2 separate regions of the Lactuca sativa genome follow, and region 1 is linked to region 2. A link is a contact called in public Hi-C data. All regions are on one chromosome and are shown on one strand. The core of a region is the stretch at or near the end of the contact, and the rest is flanking DNA. Distances in the headings are between cores, read along the strand shown.

Region 1 (5,074 bases), core at 71-2,570, 340 kb after region 2:
AGAAAGTTAAAAAAAAAAAAAACGTCATCACATTAAAGAAAAAAAGAAGGGTTACCTCCATAAGCTCTACTTTTGCAGTATCAACACCTTCAACATCTTCAAAGTTAACTACTTGATTGCTAGGCCTTCGTTTTTTTGCAGGGCTATTAGCAGCAGAAAGTTGGCGATAAAGAAGCCACATCAATGGAGTTAATGGAATCCAAAGGGATATAATCGTAATTAAGATACTTCTCATTGACATTAACATTGATTGTGGAGATGAACTATATGTAATCCCTTTCTCTCTCATCAATCCAAGAAGATAACTCTCATCATGGTCGATCTTTCTTGTTGAGTATTGCCACTCGGGTAATGACGATTTTGTCCTTGTCAATTTTCTTAACACATTTGAACTTGTAATGTCATCTTTCTTTACAGAATTTTCGTCATCATCGTTTATTCCACTGTTCTTGTTTTCTGAATTTTCTGAATTTTGAGGGGTTTCTACTCCAATTGAGCCAGTATTGTAGTATATTTTTCGTGATCCTTCCTCAAATAGAACTTTTATAACAGATCCACTTTGAATATTTGTAATTAAGTCTGAATATGGGACGATTTTAGGAGTTGGCATTGATGTTAACTTCAAGAACAAATAACACAACCCTAATACAACAGAAATCGAAGTGGATAGAGTTACTTTTTTCATGTTTTTGCGAAGGTAAGTTCCAAGGTCGTTTAACATAGAACGAATTGATACCCTTTTCAATCTTGAAGAGAGTAATCGCAACCTTGGTTGTAGTCTAAGCTTAAATCCCTTTCGCAAGAAACTAGGCTCCCTGTTCCTCGAATGGTTTTCTTTGTTTCCGTTTTCGTTAATCAGGGACCTAATACTTGACAACCTCTTTTGCGATTTAAAATTTACTGAAGGAAATGAATGTGAACTGTGGCATGAATTGGACACTGAATAAGACGGGATTTTGCATTTCATCGAACACCTGGTGTGCATAACACGAAGCCTTGACATTCCAGAACTACTCAAGGATCCACTGTTCAGTAGAACAGGAAAGGCTGCCATTTCTACAGACATCGCATTCAAATTTCCCATGAAATTTCAAAGATTAACATAGACCCAGACAGAATTTCAACCCAAATTAGACTTCTGCAAACAACTTACCTTGTCCCATAAGCTTGGAAACTTAACAGAAGCATCTAGTTGTTCTTGATGATACGGAATCCGTTTCCAATTCCTTCGTTTTTGTAGTTTCACAGTATCTTTCAGATGATGAGAAATCGTTTCTGATGTTCAAGAAGCTTATCCAGCAGTTTTCAAGGAAATATCATCAATAATATCCGAGGGGCTTTAATTTCCTAAATGGCAGAATACCATGTCAATTTTTCACTTTAGTCCCTATAATATCCAGAGGTGATATCTCGACCCCTTCTAAACCCTCTTTGTCACTACAAATATACAAATTGTCAAATCCATTTAATTATTTAGAGAAATGAATATTCTACATGTAAAATGAATACGGAAATTGACTTGTTAGGGTAATGAACTTATTGAAAGTGTTCACATTTGGGTAACTATTTTTACATATGTAGGCAACGGACTTGCTAGAAATGTTCACATATGATAATTATGATCGGCTATAGCAAGTTATAGCTTATGTAGCGTATATGTGGCAGAGATAGTTACCAAGGAGGATAATGAACTATAGGTTTTGTTCACATCTAGGCAATTTTCTTTTTTGTTCACATTCGACCATCCAGCTTGTTAAAGTTGTTCACATAATACAATTGTTTCATAGATGTAAATTTGTAGGTGAAGCCAGGAATATTCGCTTCACTCGTGTTACCTCAAACCACTTATGACCTTCTTTGGTAATGTGTCACCAATTAGTACCCCCATTGTACTAATACAATGCAAAAACTCTTAATATATATGTAACATCCCGATGATGAGGTATTTTCAATTTTAACCCTAAGTATGAAAGAATATTGCATTTTGACCATTGGGCTTGAAAATGATTACATGAATGGCCGATAGTGGCATTTTGGTGATTTTGGACAAATAGGTAGTACGATGGGCATACGTGTGTACACTGAGCGTACTAGGGCGGACCCTAGTACGCAGGGTGTACGCAAGAAAACTTCAAACCCTAATTTTAGGGTTTGGTCCATATATAAACATCATTAACTCTTCATTCTGCATTCCCTTTCTAACCTCCAACCTTCATTTCGTCCTTAGCAAACTTAATCCCTTGTATGTGATCATTTGAGCTCAAAAGTGTGTGTTTTTTGGTGCTTTTGAAGCAAGGTGAAGAAAGAAGCATCATCTTGGAAGATCAAGACCTTCTAGATCCAAGAACACCTCACGTTCAAGATCCATTTTGAGGTATAAAGTTATGAACTTGATTATTCTTTGCATAGATCTAAGTTAGCCATGGAGTTTATGTACTTTGGGTCCCATTATTTGGGTATTTTGAGTATGAGCTACTCTAGTCCATTTAAGCTGTCCTTTCAGTCACTTTGAGGTGTTTAGAAACATCAAAATGTAGTATTGATCATGCCTTTCCTTCCATGCATGTGTTTTAAGGTCTTAGTGGGTTAAGTGGTTGAGGTTTTGATGTTAAGACCTTATTGGCCATGTAAGACCATAATGTTGGAAACTTTATGGTCAAAAATGTTATTTGGGACTTAGATCTGCTTTTGGACGTGATAAATCGGACTAATAAACTCTTAATCGGTTAAGAAGGTAGCTGTTGCGTACGCTGGGTGTACCAAATGGTATGTTGCACATGTGCAAAATTAGCCTCGATACCTCGGACCTGGAGTACACCCCGCGTACGAAGCCTGAGTCGACTCGGCTGTGTTGACTCGGTTAACTTGTGGATTTTGACCAACTTTGACCAAGGGTATTTTGGGAAAAAATTATTAATTTAGAATAGGAAATGTTTTGACATTTAGGACTTGGGTTGAGCCGGTTGTTGGAGTGGGGAGTTATTCAGACTACATTCAGACTGTGAAGTGAGTTTTCCTCATTGTACTTATGGGTCAAAGGTACCAAGGCCGACCCATTGGATTAATATCCTGGTTACTGTATGTTGATATGTTGTAGTGATCTGTTAGATCTGTATCCTAGTATATATGTGTTATGATGTAGTGATCTGTTAGATATATATATATTATGGTATATAGGATGTTTCTATGTTGTAGCGATATGTTAGATTTGTATACTGGTATATACGATGTAGCTATGTTCTAGTGATTTGTTAGATCTGTATCCTGGTATATAGGATGTTGTTATGATGTAGTGATATGTTTGATCTGTATGACTACCTGTACCTGCTAGTTATTTATTGTTATGGTATATGTTGATATGTGTTGGTATACTGGGTTGAGTCGGACCAGCTGTGTAATGACCCAATTTACAAAACAAAATTTTCATTTTTAAATATTCAAAACCACTTTCCATAAACTATAAAATCTCAATACATTTGTTTTCAAATTCTTAACAATAACAATATTATTCCAATCATCAGAGTGTCCCATAAAAAATGCCTGAGAGGGAGTGCATGCCACTAATGGTTTACAAACACTAATATGCAAAAGGATGATTTAAGAGAATAATCTATTTATCTCGAAGAGAAGAGGTAACCGATTTTGGTCTATGGATGGTTCTATTTATAGTGTTGGACATGCTAGGGTTACACTTGGTAAACACTAATAACCCATGACTTTCCACATTCTCATGCTCCATGGGTTTTACCTCCATGGACTATCCATGGATTAGTTTAGCTCATAATCATGGATCATTAGCCCACACTACAAGAATGATTGCTTTACATAATCAATCCCCATATATTTAATTAGTCTCTTTTGATCACAAAATTAATAAATTAATTCTTGATCAATACTAATGAAATTATTCCATATGAATATATTATACTTGTAGTATATTAATAAACCATACATAACCTTATTCTCAAAATTCATCCTATCAAATTGCACTGGTGAAGGCAATCCAAATGGATCATGCTACAATCGGGTCAAGTAAATACCAGTTATAGTTATGGGCTTAGAAGCCAAATCCAACACTAAGCGCCATGAGCTACCCCCATGGTCTTTAGCTAGAAAGCCATGGGCTCCCCCATGGTCTTTAGCTGGAAAGCCATGGGCTCCCCTGCATGGTCTAACATCCAAGTGGCATGGGCTCCTCCCATGGTCTTTACTTGAAAAGCCATGGGCTCCCCCACATAGTCTTACATCCAAGTCTCATGGGCTCCCCCATGGTGTTCCCTGCAAGTATCACATATATAGCTAGCATAACTAACTATCATACCACATATATCTACAACAACGAGTATATCACATATCACAAAATGAATCGTCCTTGGTACCTTTGACCCATTGGCATGGTGGGGAGACTCACCTCTCGTGAATGCTAAACTGACAAGCTAAGATCAGATAAATCCCACGCGCTGCTCCAACTCAATTGCCTATAATCATCATGTGATTAACTTGTCACAATCCCAAAATACCATAATTATCCTCAAAGTCAACCATGGTCAAAGTCAAGGTCAACAGTCAGGGTGAACAATCCATGTTGACCTCAACTCGTCAAGTGCATCCAGCAACTCGTTGAGTTGCCTGAGTAACTCGTCAACTCGCCGAGTTACCTGTGTAACTCGTCGAGTTCCTCAATTTCCAGAAGACTGAAAACCCCAATCCTTCAATGAAATCACTCAAAAACGGGTAAACCCTACTCACTGTACTTACGGGTCAAAGGCACCTAGGCCGGCCCATTGGATTAATATATTGGTTACTATATGTCGATATGATGTAGTGATATGTTAGATATATATCCTGGTATATAGGATGTTGTTATGTTGTAGTGATCTATTAGATATATATCCTAGTATATAGGATGTTGCTATGTTGTAGTGATATGTTAGATTTGTATCCTGGTATATAGGATGTAGCTATGTTGTGATTTGTTAGATATGTATCATGGTATATAGGATGTTGTTATGATGTAGTGATTTGTTAGATCTATATGACTACTTGTGCCTGCTAGTTATTGATTGTTATGGTA
Region 2 (5,166 bases), core at 391-2,890:
TAAAATACGAATTCAAGACACAAATCGTGGAAATGATTCAAAACAACAATACCCAGAATAAAAAAACTCAAAAAGATTCAATCTTTTACCTGATTCAAGATTATGGGTAGCGAGAATGAGTCCACCGGGTCCATTTGAGACTTCATCAAGCATAAACGAAGCACAATCGTTGTAACAATTGTGTGTATCGATGATGCTATTATGAATGGGAGATTCAACGTTTAAAGAATTAGCCAATTGGGATTCACTCGACATGTAAGCGCCTCTAACTAACTTGAATCCAACTGGTAATCCCATTTGATCGGCGGCTTTCTTGGTGGCGTACAGCCGTTCGCCGGCGTCTTTCAGGTAAGCTTGGATTGTGCCGAAAATTAAGGGCTTTTCGCCATTGTTGTACATGACAGCGGCTGAGTATGTAAAGTAATCGATTCCTGGTTGGATTGAAGTGTCTTCAGCATCGATTACTACCGGAACTTTGGATTCGATGCTTTTGTTGCAGATTTTTACGAGTCTCTGATGGGCTAATTCGAGATCGTGTTCTTCTTCGGGTGTTAATGGTGATGGTTTTTCTAAAGTGTGGTAAAATGGGCTTGATTCTGAAAAGATCGGAAGGGTTTTAAGCTTCCATGGAAGATTCGTCGATGAAGAATTCTTGTATTCCCATCGAAGAAGATCACTCACCCTTTTAAGTAAAGAAATTGGACAAATTGCAGTGATCTTCACAACCACGAAGCTAACCTGTTTTCAAAAAAAAATGATTAATTTTACAAAGATTCACTGTATCAAAGAATCAAAATCATTTCGTGGTACGAATCGTACATGGGTTTTTTTAAATCAAGAAATATAAAAAGGGAATCTTGAATTGAGAAAATATAAAGAAAATCAGAATAAAATATTTGAAAAATCATGGAAATGTAAAAACAACTTACAGAAGAAGGAGGTAAAGATTGTGTTGATTCAACAGTTTTGATGAATTCTTGAGCGTTTATATCACAAGATTCATTATCAATCGCATGTTCTAAACCATAATCCAACATCCCTCTCAACCCGGATTCCCAAAGCTTCTTAACAGTCCGACCCGTTTCTTCCGTATCCGCTCCGGCAACAAAATGTTCATACGACGTATGTTTAATGACACCCAAAACAATCTCTCTAAACAAACCCACTTGCATGAGCCTAGACTTCATAACCCAAACACCCATATCCACCACCGGCTCCACCGCCGCCAGGTTCAGGTTCGCCGCCGACCGGAGAAGTTTCCCGGTTGTAACGGATGAGAACAAACCTTTCGTATCCTCGAAATCGAATATGGCGTCACGTGAATGGTCAGGAACGATGGTGGTCGTCGGTGGTGTTGGTGGCGGAGTTGGGAAGATTGTTGTTGCCGTTGTGTTGATGGTTGTTCTTTGTGCAGAACGGAATCTTGGTGTGGTGAGGGTGGTGGTAGGGGATGACTTCACACGGTGGACAAATGATCGGATCAATTTTGAAGAGGAGCCATTGGTGGTCATGGCCATCAATGGTCGACGGTGATTGGTGGTTGTGGTGGTGGCGACTAACGACGGTTGATGAAGAAGACGTTGAAAAACAACGGTGTTGCTAAAATGCTAATTTTTAGGGTGTAATAACAAACCAGTTTTTTTTTGTGAGGATGACTTGAAACATAGCAAGGTATATATAGGAAAAAATATGTAAATTCGGGTTGGATCCGAAACCCGACCCGTTTCACGTACGTTTCGGGTTTTTTGTGGAAATTGATCTATCCATATTTGGAGGGAGTAAATTTTGGAAAAGTAGAAAAATCCGTATTTAGTTATGGTGTAGTGGGGTCCATGGGATTTGGTGTGGACCAGGGGTAAAAATGTCATAAAAGGAAGTGCTAAAGTCACGGGGTTGAGACCGGAGATTCTGTTTCGACAAACTAGTCGGCACCGCCAAAGTAGAAAGATTCCGTGCCGGAAAGTTTCATAGAATATTCTCCTCAGATTCTTCACAATGATTTTATAAAAATAAAAATAAAAATGTAATTGAATCTACTTTATAATTTCATTCTTTTTAAATTTTTAATGTAGTGTAATTTAATTGATCTTAATTGATTTATATATTTATAGGTTTTTTTATATATAATTTATATTTTATAAAATTGTATAGTATATAATTTTCAAATATAAATTATTATGTATAAAAAAAATTATTGTATACGAATCAACATACTTTTTTTTATAAATATACTACAAAACATGAAATAAATTTTTGCTACTTATTAAATCAAAATATATAATACGTTTTGAAGTAGTTAATGTAAGTATGTTACAAAATTAATGTTTTTAACTAATGCTATGTTTGTTATAGTTTGGTTAAATTTTATAGAGTGTTCCACATAATATTTTCTATAAAAAGTTATTGGCTAGTTTTATTTTTTTTCCAACTGTTTGAAGGATATGACTATATGAGTGTTAAAATTTAAATTTACTGTTTAATTAAATCTGGATATGTCAAAACAAGAAGAAGATTTTAATATTTTGGGTAAATTTTGCTTATATTTTTGAATATTTTCATAGTTATGTCTATATTCTTTTACAATTTCAAATTATATGTATATCCTTATAAGCTTATAAACTCACATATATAACAAAATACTTAATTTAACCTATTTAAAATTTAAAAACATTATCTTTAAATTGATTTCTTATTATTAAAATACTAATTAACTTGTAACATTACAATATTACAGTTCTTTCATATTACTATTCTCATCCTATTTACTTGATAAATCCTTACAAAATACTCAAACCCACATTGGAGTTAGTTTTTCCATGATCTTACCTAAAGAACCGGAGGAAGAAAAAAAATTTGCTTAGACGAGAATAATTGTAGTTCTCCTAAATCAATTGTAGAAGATGAAATATATTGTTTAGTAATCGATTAAAATATGTAATTAGCAGGTTTTGCTAATCGACTATTCAGAATATTAAGCAACAAAGAATCATGTCATGAATAACCATACTGTGAATATGGAAACCGATTATGAGAATGATTGCAAATATGTATATTACTAATTTAGTTATAATATAATTTAAAGATTGTTTAACTTTTTAAATATATTAGTTCTCATTAAATTATATATATATATATAATGTGTGTCAGTAAGTTTATACGTTTTATAAGGATATATATTAATTTGAAGTTTTACAAGGATATGAACGTAATTATAAAAGTTTATAAGGATATAAACGAAATTCTTCCTAATATTTTTATATTTTTTCATATAATGTATATTTTTTGGAAAGAAAATCAAGTTATTAAAGTATATGAATCTCCATATATTTAATTTCTCATCTTTTAATATGGGATATTTTAATTAATAACGGATAAATAACTTAAAAAGCGTTAGAAAGCGCATAAAAACGAGGATAATGATATCTTATTTAATTTGGTATCCATTTATTTAATTTGATTTCTATTTATTTAATTTATTATGAATCTTGTTCTATATTTAAAATAAATATACTTAAGTGAAGCAAAAAAGGGAAAATAAAATACGGAAGAATCCGGAATCTGTTGATAAAAGGGCAGGTAAAGTAGACAACTCAGGAAGATTGTGGGTCCGGTTCACTCACGCATGGTACCACAAGTCCATTTTTGTCAATTTCTGTATAGAAATTAAATATCTCCAACTTTTTCTTTTTATCTTTTTTATTTTTGGAAGATAGAAAAATGTAATAAAAATTTATCAAACTTGTATGGTTTTATTGATACATTTTTCAATACATATCTAGATTGTACCAAAAAATACAATTATTAATTAGCCGAAAATAACTTTACAACTGACTAATAAAAATTTTTGTTAAAATTGATCGTTCAATCCTAATCATTAATCTTTTCTTTGAAAATCTTGTTTAGAAATATGAACTTTTGTTATAATTGGTCGACCTTTTCTTTTAAAAATCTTATCACATAATTGACTAGTTCACCGATTGACTAATAAGAAATACGACGAGAATCCAAATTAGAAAAATATGGTCAATATTGTAAATTATATTATGAGAAAGAAAATTGTTCGAGTATATCGACAAAAACGGGTTCAAAACTACAATACAAAGAATCCACACTTGAGACTTATTCGTGCATTAGTGAACATAATTTCGCTAAAATAATGTTTCACGATTTAACTTGAACTATTTCATGAATTTAATGTGCTCCTCAATGTTTTTGTTTTCTTATAAAAATAGCTATTTTGCTAATTCACAAGGCTATTTTTGTCATTGGAGTACATTTTTCTTTATTAAAGGATAAAACATTGTTATCTCGCAATAAGTAGCTTTATTTTTTTAGTGATTAACTTCTTTGTTAATAAACGTCATATCATATAGAAATTCAATATATTTTTATCTGATTATTAAAGAAAATTATATTATTTTTTAGTAAGTTCATTATATTTTTTGAAATTGTCTATTTTAGGGTTTTGGGACCGGTAAAACCCTGACACCCACAAATATTAAGTTTTTTCTTGGGTTAAAAATCATTAAATTAAATTTTTAGAAAAATATAAAAATAAAAATAATAATAATGTATATAGTAGGTGTTTTAAAATAAATACATATACTTTAAGTTTTTCTAAATGTAACATACTTAATTAAATTTAGAGTAAATTATACGAATGGTCCCTATGGTTTAGGGTAATTTGTATGTTTAGTCCATAACTTATTTTTTAACTCGGAAGATTTCTACTGTTTGTTTTTGTTACGCGTTAGGTCCATGTCTTACCTAAAAAGATATTTTTTTCCTTGATTTTTTAATTTATTTAAATAAACACTCCCTCAACCCAACCTTCTAACCTTACCTTGTTTACCCCACCATTTTTCTCTATTTAAATAATAATTTTTTTAGATAAGACAGAGAACAAAAATGTAACAAAAACAAATAGTATGCACCAAACGTGGAACAAAAACAAATAAAATGGACATTTCGAGTTAAAAACATAAGTTATGGACCAAACACGCAAATTATCCCAAATCATAAGAACCATTCGTGTAATTACTCTTAAATTTAAAATAATAGGTTTTCCTCTAAAAATTGTTAGAAAAACAATTATTCATAACACAAACAACATCTATTAATCAAGTTGCAAAAAATATTTTACTATAGTCATTGTCATTTCATACT

The links. Hi-C and Micro-C count contacts between places; a contact is called where the count stands out from the background.
Region 1: a Hi-C map of seed shows a contact between it and region 2, with 3 times the contacts expected there. The contact joins the promoter of LOC111896330 here to the promoter of LOC111896317 in region 2. A contact is called at or near these places in 2 of 4 Hi-C or Micro-C datasets (leaf and seed).

Annotation. Positions count from the first base shown.
Region 1 is chr3:154,335,765-154,340,838 of Lsat_Salinas_v11, forward strand. It overlaps LOC111896330 (probable inactive ATP-dependent zinc metalloprotease FTSHI 3, chloroplastic), which reads right to left and starts at 1,321. Exons shown (of 5, transcript XM_042900311.1): 1 at 1,154-1,321; 2 at 56-1,056. The coding sequence starts at 1,163.
Region 2 is chr3:153,996,079-154,001,244 of Lsat_Salinas_v11, forward strand. LOC111896317 (proline dehydrogenase 2, mitochondrial) reads right to left here and starts at 1,641. Exons shown (of 4, transcript XM_023892330.2): 1 at 930-1,641; 2 at 90-738. The coding sequence starts at 1,517.